Linked DNA regions of Mus musculus: region 1 is linked to region 2. Evidence: chromatin contacts called from public HiChIP or PLAC-seq data. All regions are on one chromosome and are shown on one strand. Each heading gives the region's core, a stretch centred on a gene start, on an enhancer-like site or on the middle of the called end of the contact. The rest is flanking DNA. Distances are from core to core; before and after follow the strand shown.

The links. HiChIP or PLAC-seq counts read pairs in DNA pulled down with a chosen protein or histone mark.
Region 1: an H3K27ac HiChIP or PLAC-seq map of embryonic stem cells shows a contact between it and region 2, with 21 read pairs. The contact joins the promoter of Gpr20 here to the promoter of Slc45a4 in region 2. A contact is called at or near these places in 17 of 39 promoter capture datasets (the 3T3-L1 cell line, 3T3-L1-derived adipocytes, the C10 cell line and 10 more), 1 of 15 datasets of contacts at CTCF or cohesin (the NIH/3T3 cell line), 21 of 484 Hi-C or Micro-C datasets (the 4T1 cell line, the AML12 cell line, ECoMG myeloid progenitors and 10 more), 14 of 115 datasets of contacts at active chromatin or transcription factors (the 230-238 cell line, bone marrow-derived dendritic cells, embryonic stem cells and 6 more) and 4 of 9 other capture datasets (adipose tissue, embryonic stem cells, liver and 1 more).

Annotation. Positions count from the first base shown.
Region 1 is chr15:73,704,665-73,710,089 of GRCm38.p6, reverse strand. Gpr20 (G protein-coupled receptor 20) reads left to right here and starts at 2,585. Exons shown (of 2, transcript NM_173365.2): 1 at 2,585-2,769.
Region 2 is chr15:73,621,324-73,626,921 of GRCm38.p6, reverse strand. Slc45a4 (solute carrier family 45, member 4) reads left to right here and starts at 2,178. Exons shown (of 8, transcript NM_001033219.4): 1 at 2,178-2,596.

The DNA of each region.
Region 1 (5,425 bases), core at 1,336-3,835, 83 kb before region 2:
AGTCTTGCCTATCAGTCAACCCCAGGGATTTGTCACTGGCCTTCCCCATAGTAAACATCTTACCCAACAGCATCCCTCCTCACATTCACACCCCTGCCCCTAGTGCCTCTAGTACCCCTAAAGGAGAGTGCCAGGGCAACACACGGTGTCTCTGCTCTGCACACACAGCAAGACGATGAGGTTCAGAGAGGCTCCGGCTATACTACAGGGACCCACTGTGCAGTTCCATGCAGACTCAGCTGTCATAATCCCAGGGGACCACCAGAGGCCAGACAGGTCTGAAATAGAAAGCCATCCAGGCTCTGCAGGGGGTTTGGCCAACTCTTGACCCTGGTCCAGTTCTACCAAGAGAACTGAAGCCCAGCCAACTCAGAGTAGTGCATGGTCCCCAGGACCAATGTGCCGGAAGAGACAGAAGCCCACACTTTGCCCAGTACTAGGGCTGGAGCTGCTCCTGAAGCCTGCATGGAGAAAGCAGGCCAGGCTTTGGTTCCAAGTGTGACTGGCAGCTTGACAGAAGGGACAGCTCCAGGTCTGGCTCCCCTCTTTCTAACGACATACCCTTGAACAGGTGACATTACCTCTCTGATTTGTCCTCCCTGGGAGTGGAACCCAGCAGCTCTTTAGAAGGCTTGATGGTTGAGTGAGACCTAGCACCTAGCCCATGTGTGACAGATACCACTGTGGGTGCACCATTCAGCATTTGTCTGTCTGTTTGTTTTGCAAGACATGGTTTCTCTGTGTAGCCGTGGCTATCCTGAAACTCACTCTGTAGACCAGGCTGGCCTTGAACCCAAAGATCTACCTGCCTCTGCCTCCTGAGTGCTGGGATTAATGGGGTGTGCCGCCACCACCTAGCTGCATTCTGCACTTCTTACTGAATGATGAACCCCCAGACTATGTTTCTAGATGGCAAGGCACGACCTGGCAGTTGAACAGACCCTCTCAACTTCACATGCACCACACACAAATGATGCATACGCACACACACCACATGCACGCCACTCTTCTCCTCTTCTTGCAAAGGTCGTGTTGCACCACGATACCCAGCAATGCCCTAGGGTTCCATCACACATCAGCCATCTCCGTTCTCCAGCCTCCCCTTGCACCCACCCATGCACCTGGCCTGTCACTTATGACCTGTGCACCTTGTCACCCCTCGGACATAGTCCAGCAAGCACAGCAGCAGCCAAGAGCCCCACTGAGGCTGTAGACTTATGCCTCAGGACTGCCCTGGCCCCTGAGCCTCAGCGCCACCCTTCTCCTCAGGTCTGTATACCCTGCCAAGTGATAGGACAGGACCCACCCAGGTGCTTCCTGGAGGTGGAAGGGCATGAAGGAGTAAAAGCCAGCACAGCCCTTCCTGTGTTGTTCCAACGTGGAGTCAGGGCAGGGATAGGAACTATGCATCCAGGCTATAGGCACCGCGTATCCCAGGCATTGAAAGTCTCAGCTACTGGCTGAGTGTAGAAGGAACGGGTGGGCACTGATCCCTAGGCAAGGACCATGGCTTTCTGGACCCACCTCTGGGCAGCGTGTGAAACGTGAGCTCCTCCAAGCTCCAGCCCTTTACTTGCCTGCCAGTGACTTTGAAGCCCTACCTAGCCCTCAGCCCCGCAGCCTAACAGAAGCCTAAAACCTTCCCTCCAGGACCAGAAGTCGCTGCTGACCTAGGGGAGGTGGTCTGGCAAGCCATGGGCTCCTGCCTAGGGTTCAGTTTGCCCCAGTGGGAAAGATACAACAAGATTCTATGAATATTATGATGGGTGGAGACCAAGGCTGGGAGATTACACCCCTCTTCTAGAACCTTCTGTTCCCTTAGGATCAAAGCCACCACTGGAGCCTCTAAGGGCTGCTAAGACTCTGTGTGCAAGTGACCACTCCCTCCCAGCTTCATAGCTCTGCAGACTACGCAGCTGACCCTACCAAGATGGCTTCCCCTTCCTCTACCCATCCAGGCAGCCCCGTCCTGTGGCACCTCCCTCTATCCACTCCGGAACCCTGCCCTCACTTCTCATCTGGGCTGGCTGGATCTGTCACTAGGCACCCACTTCTTCCTCTACTGTTTCTCACACCCAGTGTGAGCTCTGAGGGCCCGGGGGGTCTCCTGCACACAGCCCTCCCTGGTCATCGATGTCAGAATGGCTGTTGAGTGGATGCTCGAGAAAGCACTGTGGTATGACTGAAGTGGATGACAGACATGAAGAGCAGAGGGCTAGAGGGAACTCCTGGCAGAGCAAACAGCCCTGCACAGCCTCAGCCCCAGAGACATTCAGCCCTTGCTGACCAGAGACCATCCTCTGCCAGCTGTCTGTGGTTACACCTGCCTGGATGTCCTAAGCCCCTGGCTGCTGCGACTGGACGGGACCCACCCAGCAGATCTTTCTTCTCAGAAACTGGCCGAGCTGTTCTAAGACAACCCATAGCCTTGGGCCAGAAGCCAACCCTGCCCCCCTCCACTCTTCCTGGTCCGAACAGCTGTGGCTCACCCCTCTGTCTAGGGAAGGTGTGGTATCTCCGACCCCACCACCACCCCTCTCCCGCCCCCAGGCTCCCTCCACCCCAACCCCGCCCCCCTTCCTCTAGGCAGCCAGGCCAGCAGGGGTTGGGAGGGAGACCGCTCCGCCCCCACCCCTCCCACCCCTCTGCCTGTGTCCAAAAGCAGCTGGCTGGCCTGACGTCAGGCCCTGGGAAGGCACTGTCTGTGGGTCCACAGACCTAGAGCTTCAGGGGACAGGCTCATCCCAGAGGAAGGTGCGGCAAGAGCGGGTGAGTTCCCCAGGCACTGCTGCCTCCTGCACCCCTGTGCACAGAGCGGGCTATTCGTATTGCCCAGTTGGGTGACTTAGGAAGAAGAGAGGGGGTGAGAAACAGGACCAAGAAGCAAGCCCAGTTCACAGCCCTCTGCCACAGAGACAGTCGCAGAGATGTAAAGAGTTTGGAGGGGAGAGGGGCAGAAGTGGCACCCTCCCTGCCCCGTGGGGTTGCTCTCTATTCTCCCAGTGACCCTCACCCACCTTGCCCACTCTGGATTTCATTCATGAAACCGATCACACACTTGCGCATCCGCTGCTGAGTCCAAAGCCAAGGGCTCAGTTTCCTCTCCTGTCCAGGAAGGCACTTGGGATGGTCCCACAGACCAGGCAAACAGCATTTGATGAGCTCTGGGTCCCTAACCACTAGCACCAGGAGGGGACAAGGCTTGGAAAAGCATCCACTTTCTCTACAAGGAACCACATCTGCCCACCCCTGGCTCAAGGTCTCTGCCCTAGTCCAGGTCCTTCCTCTACCTCTTTGGGAGTGGGGAAACTGAGGCCCATTGCTGGATTTTCTGCTCAGCCCGCAACAGGACCCCCAAGCTGATGCTTCCGGACTGAGCTTCCCTGGTGTAGCTGCCCTGTGAGAAGGCTGTAGAGCAGGGTCCCGAGGGGGCTGGCTGGCTGGGAACTGGCTGGTGGCCAGAGTGGCTGGCGGGGGCAGGCTGTGGAGCAGCTGGGTAGCCTCAGGCAGGACGGAGACAGAGGCTGGTGGAGGGAAAGCATAGCCCGCAGAGGTTACCTGCCTTTGCCTGCCTCTGTGTGCTGCCCCAGAGCAACAGGCTGCCAGGGGGTTGCCTGGCTGTGTGTCTGCTGAGTAGGTCTTTCTGCAAGCACGGTGGGAACAAAGGGAGCTGTGCTTCCTCCTGGGATTCTTCAGGGGATTTCTTCAAACCTGTACAAGATAGTGTGAGATGGGGTTGGCTATGGGGTCTTTCCTGTTTGTTGCTTGTTTTGTGGTAAGGCCTCAATCTACATCCCAGGCTGCCCTGAAACTCTATTAGCTTGATGTCTTCATAGCTTAGGTTGCAGTGTTCTTCCTGAGTCAGCTTTCAAGGGCTGGCTTTAGAGAGTGTGTGCATCAGACCCATTTCCAGTGGGTTTGGGGGGTAGGGGTTGTTTTGTGTTCCTTGGTTTGGTTGGTTGGTTGGTTGGTTGGTTGGTTGGTTGATTGGTTGGTTATAGTTCTTGAGACAGGATCTCCTGTAGCCCAGGCTCACTGTGTTACTCAGACCTCAAACTCACAGTAATCCCCCTGCTTCTACCTCCCAAATTCGGATATTGCACTCTCACTAGCTCCAGTCCAGCCAGATACCACGCAAATAAAAACAGGGAGGCAAATGAACAAGACACTGCCACACAGAACGGAACACAAACTAGGGAAGGTGATTGTCCCAGCCACGCCCTCGAAGGAGGTGAAGCAGGTCCAAAGATGTCTGAGTAAGATTCCTTCCATAGGTCTAGTCAAAACCAAGGCAACAGTGTACCTAGGTTGCCCCAGCTCTCCACTGCATATTGGACCACACAGTGACTACCCTGGGGCTTTGAATGTGTCTGTCCAGCCTTCCCCTCCACTACTCTCTTAGATGGGTCTCCTGGCCCTGCTTCCACTCCAGATGTGAGCTGTATGAGGAGGGACCAACTCAGCCTAAATCCCTTAAGACCCCAGTGCTGGGGTTTGAGTCGGATCTAATGCCTGCAGAACCCCCTGCTCTATGTGCATTCTGGGGGGCGGGGGGCAGACTATAGGTGGCTGAGTCAGTCCTCCTCTGCATAGGGTGGGCAACAGGCCTGGCCTGATGTGCATTCAGCTTCCACAGAGCTAATAGCTGGGAATTAGACAGCACAGAAATCAAACCTATTACTTCTGTCCCTATTGTGTGACACAAAGCATCAGAGTGAGCCTCTCTAGGCCCCATTGGCCTCGTAACCAAAATGGGGTCAGCAGAACCTACTTGGGGTTCCCTTGGGAGGGAGAGGGGTTAGTGAGATCTTTGGAGGTATTCTCATAGGGACCAAAGAATCATGGGATTATAGCTTTTTCCTCAGGGAAGGTATCCAAGGTACCGGGAACTTAAGGGGGTTCAGGGAGTATTGTGTGGGATACTGACTGTGAGTACTAAGCACTTATGACAGGAGACTTAAGCACAGGGAACAGAGTGTGCAGACTCTACCAGGTAACCCAGGCACAAAGAACAGCATGCCCCAGATGGAGAACAGCGGATGCAGAGAGCATACGCACCAGGCACTCAGAAGAACTAAGCATTTCCCCCACCCCCACCCCCCCAACTCTGCACATCCCAGCAGCCCTTCAAAAGGTTGAATTGGCAAACAGAGTGTCAAGGACCAGGGAAGCTATAGTTGTCTAGGCTAGAGGTGAGCAAGGAACCAACATGTCAGGGAGACCTGAGGACATTAGAAGCCCCAAGTGTGACCAAGTGTGATCCTCCAGAAACGTGCCATTCCTGTTAGTCCCATTCCCAAGGTCTCAGGTAAAGTTTCTCAGATGGTGACTTTGGGGGAAGTCAGCAAGATACAGCCCAGGTCCTGTTCACAACAGTGCGTGGTCCGCTCCCAGGAAAGCTGGGTTGTGGGGTCTTAAGGTCCTA
Region 2 (5,598 bases), core at 929-3,428:
GAGGTCAGGGACAGTTAAAGGGAGTTGGGTCTCTTTTATCACAGGGTCTGGGGATCAAACGCAGGTTCTGAGGCATGGCAGTAGGTGTCTCCTCAACTGAGCCATCTCTCTGGTCCCTTCCTTTTTTACTGTGAGACAGGCTTGTGGTATAACCCAGGATGTCCTACAACTGACTTTTCCATAGCCCAGGCCAACTTTGATTTCAGTGCATTCCTCCTGCTTCAGCCTCCCAAGTGTCAGGATTACAGCACTGGCCGGGACAGTCTGCTGCTTTTCCCATTTATTTATTTTTAGGTTTGGTAGCTATCTGAAAGAATATATTCTGTTTATAATCATGCAGATAATTTGTATTTTTGTTGTAACTGACTATCCACACTGGCACCTCAGCTAACTGGGTCAGGAGCCTAATGTCCAGCTCTGGGCGCTCCCTTCCTCTAGGAGTCCTAAAGGGTTAATGCCTGTGGCCACCTGACCTGGGGACAGGTAGTGAGATCTGATCTGCCTTGGTTGGTGACTTTCAGGACCAGGTGAACTCACCTGTCAGCAGGGTTGGGGCTGTGAAACAGCACTGCCTGGGAAGATTGCTGAGGTGCGACCATGTACTCTCCCTAAACTTCTTTGGAGGAAAAAGTGAGGTGCACTGAGAGTTTACAGTGTGGGTCCTTCTCCTGGGCCTCGCCTTAGTGGGTGGTTCTTGCTCTCTTCTGGCAAGATGTCCTGCTGTCTGAGGAGATTGTCTGACCTGCTGGAGCCCATGCTGTTCTTAGGATCCTGCTCTGCTCAAGCCGTTGCTAAGTTTCTCAATAGTCAGGGATGGAATCCAACTTGAGCAGGGCAAACCATGGAGACACTGGGATGTTTCCAGTTGACACTGCACTGATAATTCATTTGGTGGCTTCCACCTGAGGTGTAGTAGGTTTGCAGAGAATGGTTGAGGTTCGTGTTGGGGAAGGCCACAGTGGGTGACTCCAACCCTTCTCTTCCCCATGGGCTCTGGCCTTTTTGCAGGGACCAGGAGCCAATACAGGTCCTGGGTGTTTCTGTGGCTTTTGAAAAATAAGGGTTAATTGGCTAGTACTTTTATTTTCTAGATTGAAAATAGTTTGAATAAGTTGGGTATGATAGCACACACCTGTATTCCTAGGGCAGCTAAGACCAAAGGAATATTATTTTTTATGTGTATGAGTATTTTCCTGTGTGTACCCCTGTGCACCACATGTATGTCTGGTGCTCAAGGAGACAGTGAGCCTCTAACACAGATACTGGGAGTCCGACCCGGGTCCTCTGCAAGAACAACAAGTGCTCTTAACCACTGAGCCAGCTCTCCAGCCCCTAGTTTAATTTATTTTCTAATTTGGATTTTTTTGAGAAAAGGTTTCTGTGTGTAGGTAGCCCTGGCTGTCCTGGACCTCAGATCTGCCTGCCTCTGCCTTCTGAGTGATGGGATTAAAAGGCCTGTGCCACCACTACTGGGCAATCTAGTTAAACAGAGTTCTGCATCTATGGAGGCCAGGATCCCCTTAAATGGATTTACAAGCGGTTGTGTATCGCCTGATGTGGGTGCTAAGAACAAACCTGGGTCCTCTGCAAGTGTTCCTAACTGCTGAGCCATCTCTCCAGGCCTATGTTGGGTTTTTAGACAGGATCTCTTCCTAACCTATGTGGTCCTGGAACTCACTGTAAGTCACATTGTTCTAGAACCCGTGGGATTCTCCAAGTGCTGGAAATATGGGTGTGTGCTGTCATGCCCTTCCCGCCCCTGAATCTTTTAAGGGTCTGCATGTGTTTGTGGGCTTGTACAATGACCACTTCCTACCTTGATCTGCTTTAAATGCCTGCACTTGAGGCTACCTCTCGGACCAAGTGTCTAAGGACAAGGTTGGAGCCCCATTAGAGGTCCTCTGATGCTGAGGGTCATGGCTTTTCAGAACACTCACCAAACCGAGTCATTTATTGTTCCCTTGTCATCAGTTCCAGCAGAAATTGGGAAGAAGAGAAGCTGAGTTCTGACCTGTCCTCCTAGAGGCTGGAGGTGGTAGCAGAGATGTGGGCATCTGGCACAGTGGTGTCATAGTGGGCTGCCTCTTGTTGGAATTAGGAATCTCCCCTTATGCCTTTGTGACTCTAGGTACTGTCCACAACTTGATCTTTAGTTAGAAATTGATTTAGACTCCCCCAGTGTGTAGTGGACACCTTAGCCAACTGTGTATTCAGCTACAGAAGATCCACTGGATCTCTGTCCTTTACCTCTGCCCTTGCTGATGATCTGTCCCAACTCCTGGAGGCCATGTCTGGAATAGAAACCATGGGATGGGAGCCCGCTCCCTGGCCCTGGGAATGTGGAGGTGCACTGCGAACCCTTGCTGAAGCTTGTCATTTGGCCTTTAGAGGGTTTTTGGTGAGAAGACTGAAAATTTAATGCTTTAAATGTCCTGGCTGAGAAGAGCAGACACTTGGGGCAGCTGCAGAGATTGTTCCTTGACCACAGCCTGTTTAGCTGTGTTCCCTGCCTTAGGAGTGAGTCCCGTGCTGTATGTGCTGCAGTTTCCTTGTGTCTTCTGTTGGCCTGTGCGCCTGAGCACTGCTTATATAACAGGTAGGTGTGTGTCCTGGAGAAGCAGTGTGTAATGGAGGCAGTGGCTTATGCCTCAGTGGGATGCAGCTCACACAGGCGTTACCAAAGACTACTCTGCAGACTGTATACCTAGAAGTACCCTGCAGATCTCTGCGCATGGGGGATAGGCTCTGGCTTTGGAGGAGGGCCAATGCTCATCTCTGCATTGGGGCACCTAATCTGTGTATGGCTCCTTGGAGAGGCCTTTCTTGTTGCCATGCATGACTCACTTTACTGGTAGTGTGAAGAGTCCATAGTGATAGCCCTATATAGCAAAGGAGGGAGGAGTTATTGGAGCATCTTTGAAAGGTGAGGGAGGCCCAGGGGGGCCCAGTCCTGAGATGGCTATCCTTTTGGAACAGGTGGACCCTGAGCTTTGTTGTGAGCTTCAGAGGCCCTTCTGCACAGGCCTCTGCTAGCTATCCCTCTGCACACATTGATAGATCACTTAGTTGTGTGGGAGCATGCAGGCTCTACACACCACAGTGGGCCTGGAGTGGACGTTTCTAGGTGGTGGGCACCACGGAGACAGAGGAACATTGAGATGAAGAGGAGATGAAAAGTGCCTCAGCCTCTGTCTGCAGGACTAAGGGACACAGGCTGACTGGTTAAGGGATTAGGTTTTTATCCCCAGGCGAATTCTATTCGAACCAAGTAAACAGCATAGAGTTACTTACCTTGGGCCACTTGCCAAACTGGAAATATCTTGGATCTGGTGCTCTTTTCTTTGGGTTGCTGTTGACTGTGGAAGATTTTGACCCTATTCCATTTCGGAGTAGGGAAGAACAACTTATTTTTCAGAACGGCAAATAAGGAAAAGAATGAAAGTATCTTAGAGTGTCTGTTTCCAGCCATCTCCTGGGAGGAACGCTTTTATAGACACCAGGCAGCCTTGCCAGCTGTGGCTAACTTTCCGTCCATAGTGTGCCTCAAGGAGAAGGCCAGGGCTGTCCTTGCCCCTACAGCTCTGGCCTGCCTCTCTCGTGTTCTGCCTGGGCCCCCTGCCATGGGGCAGGCCTTGGTGTTCTTCGTTCTGGCTTTCCTGCAGTTTGTTTGTAAGAATGTTGTGGTCAGAGGTCAGCATGGTGCTGAATGTGCCCTTGAAAGGCAGTTGACAAATCATCCTTTGGATCCATGTTAAAGTGGGTTTGTATTGGTAAGGTCTGTGTGAAAGCATCCTAGCTCTGACCTGTAGCATCCACACAGGACATGCTCAAGTTGTATGATCTGCCCTAGACTTCCTGTGGAAGACGTCACACCAGTTCTCTGGTGTGCTGCCAGCCATCCCTGCAACTCTGTCCTCAGTGGCAGAAAACTGAGCAGCCAAAGCCCTAAGTGTCTCCTAGGATAGCTGACAAAGGCCCCAGAGTGCAGTCTCACTCTCACACCTCCTGGTTTGCCCTCCTGCAGACTTGTCTTCAATGGCTGACTGCTGCTCTGGCAGCAAGGCCTGCCCCACTGCTGCCCACCTGGAAGGAATCTGGAGTGAGCAGGAACTGAGTGGCAGGGCTGTGAACAGCAGCAGGACTTAGGGAAGGTCTGTACACAGTGGGCAGAAGTGAGGTTTCTTAAACTTGGCTTCCATCAGAAACTGGTATCTAAAGTTTTGTACTTCCAAATCAGAAACTTATCCCTTTATTAATAGCTCAAGCAGATGAGCGGGGTGGTATGGGCGCACGTCTTTAACCCCAGCACTAGGGGGGCAGAGGCAGGTGGATCTCTGAGTTTCAGGTCAGCGTGGTCTACAGAGTGAGTTCCAGTACAGCCAGGGCTACACAGAGAAACCCTGTCTGGAAAACCAAAAAAAAGGAAGGAAGGAAAGAAACTAAGCTGAAGTCAGACTCAAGACCCCACTGTTCTCTTTTATCCCCCCAAGTATCTTAAGCCTCTCCCTTTAATAAGTTCATTTTCTATTCTCTGTTCTATCATTGAGTACTGAACTTGCCCAGGAGACTGTGGCAGTGCACCTGATGGGTGAGCCCCCAGGACCTGCCACCTGCAGGGTGCTGAGGATTAACGCAGGGACCAGGAACAGAGAGGTCAGAGGCAGAGCCCACCCCGGCACCCAAAGCCCTGCAACTATTGCAGCCTCTACCACCACCACCACCACCACCACCACCACCACCACCACCACCACCACCACCACCACCATCACCTCCTCTTCCTCCTCCTCCTCCTCTTCCTGTTCCTCTTCTTTCTCTTCTTCCTCTTCCTTTTTTTCTTTTTCCTTTTTTTTTTTTTTTTTTTTTTTTTTTTTTGGTAAAACTGCCTCTTTGTCAGCTTTCACTTCTTGTGTAGGCAGGTCCCAAGCTAATATTTATCCTGCCCCCTCCAAAAAAAATTTTAAAAATGCTGGCGTGGGGAGCATTTACAAGGACTTTATTAATTGCTGAAAGGGAATTACTGCCTTAAACTGAGGCAGTTGTGCTTGACTTCTGATTAAACAGTTGTTAACAGATGGAATTGTTTTGGTCTCACTTGTAAAGGCTTCTTTTTCATGTGGATATTGTCTGTTGTGGCGGGCTCTGGCTGTATGCTCAGGGCTCAGACCTGGATTTAGACCAGGAACACTGGGAGCTTTTGTGATGCATATATCCAGGCATGCTTTTTTTTTTTTAAATAAGATTTATTTATTTTTATTTTGTGTACATTGGTGTTTTGCTGCATGTATGTCTGTGAGGTAGTTTGGTCCCTGGAACTGGAGTTACAGACAGTTGCAAGCTGCCATATGGGTGTTGGGTATTGAACTCAGGTCTTCTGGAAGAACAGCCAGAATTCTTAACCACCGAGCCATCTTTCCAGCCCCCAGGCATGCTCTTTTATGATTGGCAGGCTTTTCAGAAATGCAGACTTTTATACTAGAAGCCCCCAACTTTATATGAGTTTAAAACCTGGGAGGATCTCCTTCCCTCTGAGTGTGGTGGAAGTGACCACAGATCTGAAGGCTGGGGTTGGTTTTGAACTCCTTTATTCTGTAGTAAAGC